Linked DNA regions of Hordeum vulgare: region 2 is linked to region 1. The links are chromatin contacts, called in public Hi-C maps. All regions are on one chromosome and are shown on one strand. The core of a region is the stretch at or near the end of the contact, and the rest is flanking DNA. Distances in the headings are between cores, read along the strand shown. Region 1 has its middle 16 kb from the start of LOC123428346. Region 2 holds the start of LOC123428348 (pyruvate kinase, cytosolic isozyme-like).

The links. A called contact is a pair of places that touch in the nucleus more often than the background predicts.
Region 2: a contact with region 1 is called in a Hi-C map of leaf, with 3 times the contacts expected there. The contact joins the promoter of LOC123428348 here to the enhancer-like site in region 1. A contact is called at or near these places in 2 of 6 Hi-C or Micro-C datasets (leaf and seedling) and 1 of 1 datasets of contacts at active chromatin or transcription factors (embryo).

The regions. Positions count from the first base shown.
Region 1 is chr2H:646,369,250-646,371,763 of MorexV3_pseudomolecules_assembly, reverse strand. No RefSeq gene overlaps it. Among protein-coding and RNA genes, the nearest start is that of LOC123428346, 16 kb to the right of the region's middle. Within about 2 kb of position 1,258, at least 3 of the 3 cell types and tissues checked have open chromatin away from gene starts, as enhancers often do. A contact at or near this core is called in leaf and seedling, where this site is marked.
Region 2 is chr2H:646,405,044-646,407,557 of MorexV3_pseudomolecules_assembly, reverse strand. It overlaps LOC123428348 (pyruvate kinase, cytosolic isozyme-like), which reads left to right and starts at 1,259. Exons shown (of 3, transcript XM_045112548.1): 1 at 1,259-1,783. The coding sequence starts at 1,514.

The DNA of each region.
Region 1 (2,514 bases), core at 9-2,508:
AGCAAGAAACATTATCAATATGCTCCAAGGATCAGGAAGTATTGTTTGATGTTGGAAACGATGTAACATCATGGGCAAGCCAGGTATGATCACTTAAAGATTACAAAGATTGACAATGTAGTTGCTCGTTCTTTTGTTTCCCTTTTCAAAAGCAATAATCAGTCACACCCATTGAAAAGTACACATCACATCGTATCCCAGTATTTTGTATCAAGTATCTGATTACATTGTGTTTTTCTCTGATATATATGCAGTGTGTGAGTTGTATCTTCAATGACCCTGACCCGATGCAGATCATTGAATGGACTGGAGAATGGGACCAACATGACTATACTGTGCATGTTTTTTTTACCATGTAAAAGTATGTTACAAGGGGGGAGATGTAAAAAGAAGAACAGAGAAATGGAGACAAAGCTTGAAAGAGTGCGAAATTAGCCTATGCCAGTTTTTGCAGATTATTCATCTCTAGCTTCATTGTATGTCTCCAGTTGAATTTCGTGGGTTGAATGGCCCTGAAAACCTTTCCATTTCGCTGAATCCAAATGCTCCAACAGCCCAGCATGATGACTTCCATGGCTGCTTTAAGATGCAGTTGCTTCAATGCCAGTTGAATATCCTCGAAGGTTGAGGTGCTTCTTTTCCTATGTGAAAGTAATGAATTCCAACATTGTTGTGCAAATTTGCACTCCCATAGCAAGTGATAAATTGTTTCCTCTGCTTTTTGATCGCAATTGGGACAGCAGGGGTCAACAATCTGCATTCCTCTTCTGGTTAATAGTGATCTTGTAGGAATGTTGTTATGAGCTGTATTAACCAGAGGAATTTTTTTATTTAAGTCTGTTGTTGGATCTCCAGATTTGCTTGAAGAAACTATTCCCCTCTTGCTCTCCCAGTAGCTGCTTATAGGCCTTCATTGAAGAAATTTTGCCTAGGTGACCCATGTATTGCCATTTATCTTTTTCTATAACAGACAAGTCTATGATCAAATCAGTCAATTGCAAGAATTGTTCAAGATTTGTGACGGGGGGACCCCGGGGTATCATTCGGGCTGCACCCACTTTTTAAAACAGTGTGGGGCGGACGCTTCCCCCCTAGGACAGTTGCCCCTGGCCGGCTAAGCAGTGCGAGCCGGCACAGAGGACGCCCGCCATCCGGCTCATTGGCGACCCGTCAGCCGGCGGGTCGGCACCTTTCACATCACCCTGTCCGGCGCAGCACGGACGCATCAGCGAGACGTGGCTACAGCGACGCAGGCACCGCTGGTCAACGAGCGTATGACTGTGGCACCGGCGGCCGTACCGCTGACCATAACCGACCGCGATGGGGCGAGGCGGCACAACGATGACACCCCTCCAATCACTTGATTAACTGCTCCCATGTGGCCTATAAACCCCGTGGAGCCACCCCGCGCTGCTGACCACGGTGGGCGGCCACAAGACGCCGCCGCACTATGCAGCCTATGCCACTGAGTGACAAGACTCCTCGGCCGGCGGGTCCACCCCTCCGGCTCCCGATGGGACCCTTCAGCCGGCGGGCCCAACAAGCGACAAGACCCCTCGGTCGGTGGGACCCCTGACCGGCTCGGAGGCTGCTAGCCGGGTCCCCCTACGCCATATATGCATATTGTAAGCTAGGGGGTTGGGCTATAAACCCCCGGAGCCTCCTCATGCAGGGGGTCGGCTAGTTCCACCTAGCATCGCGCACACACACACAGACGCGTAGAGAGGCAAGAAGAGCAAGCAGCTCCTTTCTCCTCTAGCCAACAACTCAAGGAGTGACATTGTAACCCACTCGGTTCATCAACCAGACTAGCATGACTAGGGGTGTTACCTTCCACGAAGGGCCCCGAACCTGGGTACATCGTGTGTCTCGCACCGCTTGTTCCCAATCCTGTTCCCGGAGCCCGTTGGCGTCCTTAGGCCCCATCCACTCTCGATAAGCCACCCCATGGCATCTGTTGTGAGAAAACCCACGACAGTTGACACCCATCATGGGGCCGTCCGTGGCGCCGGTCAGAGTCACGCTCCGGGCGGGACCCTTCGCCAACTCCGTCGGGCGCTTCACGTCCGGTCTGATCAGCACACCCGTGGAGCTCTCCTCCGTGGAAGCTTCCGCGGCACTGAGCCTCGGATCTGCCTGCTTCGCAGGCCTCGGCGCCGTCCTCTCCGACGAGCCGTGATACAACGACGTCCGGCGGGACGCCGACGGCCGGCCTCTGCACGCTCTTTGGTGGGTTGCGTCTCATCGACGCGCCAACTTTCGACGAGTACGCTCGTGAGGTGCTCGACTGCTCCGACCCGCCATCGTTCGCGGGGGCGATCGCCTTGAGGGGCGCCGACGACCTCCGCGTTTTCGCGGAGGTTATGGTCATCGGCTCCTCCATGAGTTCTGGCCGCACCAGGGTGCAGGCGGACGTAGCTGCCGTGGTATCTCGCACCAGGGCCTAGGCGAAGGCGGCCGCCACCGTGGCCCGTCCAGGCACCTCTGACCCTCTCCGCTCCACTCTTCGGGGAC
Region 2 (2,514 bases), core at 10-2,509, 36 kb before region 1:
GACGAACAAGTGGGGCATGCCATTCCGACGTCGGACGACAAATGATGATGTCAACTACGGGTGTTTTGACGTCGGCTTAGACGATGGAAGAAGGGGTTCAAAGGGGTAGGGTTCTAGATCGAAGGCCGGAGAGGGGTTTTAGGAGTGGGTACGACGTGTCGGACTCCCCAGTTCAAGGGCGATTTGCGCAATCTCGAATGTTTGGACCGGTCCGGACGAATTTAATGGGCCGTCGTGAATACCTGAAAATGCCCGAACCATCTTATCCCCCAAACATATAGCCGGCCTTGCACGACGCTACTATCGTTGATTCACTATCATTGTGGTCCCTTAGACGGCCGATCCTTGCAATATGTGCGGGTAGGCGTCGATGACTTCTTACGATGTACGACATCATCGATCGCGTAGCGATGGAGTTAATCAAAAGCACACAACACTTACTACCTCACATTGGAAATCTATTTATTCTTCACCTCTTGCTTTCTTCAGTATGGTTTTTAAGTGATAGAGATTTTTTTTGGCAAAGAAAATAAAATTGATAGAGGATTGAGAAAAGTTTCCCTTGGGCGCGCCGGCGGAAGCAACGCGCCGATCGCTCGCTGTACACGCGTCTCGCGCGTATGGTCATGCAACATTTTCCCCTGTGGTGATCGTTTAAATTTGCTATAACCGGTGTCCAAATTTACTACATTTACCACTAAAAAAGCTGCATATAAGTTTGGTTGCAACCTCAGTTCGTGGAATTTTTTGCTACAATCGGTGTTTTTTGCTACAGTCGTGTTAATTTTTGCTACAACCGGTATCATTTTTTGTTGCAACCATTCATTAAAAAAAGTTGCATACACGTTCGTCAGAGTTGCAACCCGAGTTCACCGGATTGTTTTGCTACAACCCTTATTTTGTTTTGCTACCACGCATCATCAGCTTCATTTTTTTGTTACGACCACGTTAATATTTTTTTGCTACAATTATATTTTTGTTACAACCGTAGACGAGATTTATTGCATCGTGAAAGAAATTTGTTGCATAATTTTTTTTTTACTACATGAAGATCTAACGATGCAACACGTGTGCAGCTGATGGATCCGACGGCCGCGCGCGGCCAGCTGAAAGTTTTGACCGGTGCAGGACACCGCCTCTAGAGGATTTCCATCATCAGCAAGTAATAATAGCCAGCCAAGTAGTCCCAACTTCTTCCCCAAGAAGATGAAGAAGAAAAAAAGAAGAAGACACGGAAAACGGCTGACGCTAACGGAGAGGCACTGGTGGCCGAGAGCGTCCGCGTCCACCTCTCCACTCGACTCGGTGCCCAAACCACGTGTCCATCTTCCTCCTCCCTCCGCCTCTTCGCCCACCGAATCGCCCAACCCACCCACAAGAAAATCCCCCCTTCCAATCCTATAAAACTTCCATCCATCCGCCCGCGACCAAATCCAAATCTCATCGCCGTCGCCACACCCACACCCCCGACCCCTCCTCCTCCTCCCCAGACCACACCACACCGCGGGCGGCGATGGCGAACATCGACATGGCGGCGGTGCTGGCGGACCTGGAGCGGGACGCGGCGGCGGACGCGCGGACGCCTCGGACCAAGCTCGTGTGCACGCTCGGCCCGGCCTCCCGCTCCGTGCCCATGCTCGAGAAGCTGCTCCGCGCCGGGATGAACGTCGCGCGCTTCAACTTCTCCCACGGCACCCACGAGTACCACCAGGAGACCCTCGACGCCCTCCGCCAGGCCATGCACAACACCGGCATCCTCTGCGCCGTCATGCTCGACACCAAGGTAACATTCTTCATTCTTTTCTACGCCGGATCGGCCCATTTCGTCGAGTAGCTTCTCTCGGTTTTGGTTCGAGAATGGACTCCGATCTACTCATCTGTCGTCGATCGGAGTTGGATTGGGGTGATCTGGAGGCAACGGCATGGTCGGATTAGGATTTCAGCTTTGGTGGTTTTGACTTATTTTGAGGGGCTACATTTCATGGCACGCACATGTGTGCTTAGATTGGCCCCGGGTGCTCTGCCTTGTCGTACAAGGTCGGATCTAGGATTGGGCTGCTGCGGGTGGTTGGCTGCTGCCCATTTGCGATGCCGGCGAAACGGAATAGATATATCATGGGATGGCATGTAGGGTGACACGCTATGGGGTGGCCTGCGCAGCGGCATCCGTCTCGTGTTGTCGTCGGCCTACGGATCCCGTTATCATCATCAGCGGACGCTGATTGCTCAGTGCTGGAGACGGTTGCGCCGTAAGACCTGGCGGTCTCCGAACCACCTGCTGTATTTATAATACAGTACATCATGTTAGTTAACACAAGTTTTGCATATTGTCAGCATGTTGTTCAGTTACTTTGTTCACTAGTGGTTTTACTGTATGTTTAACTGGCCAGACATTACTTGTAAATATTTTTTAAGGATGGTTTAGTGGCTGCTTTTTCAGATCTTGGTGTTAAGATATCGCTGGCTCTCATGGGAACTTCTGTTCATGCTCTTAAATAGTAGAAGGAAGCGATT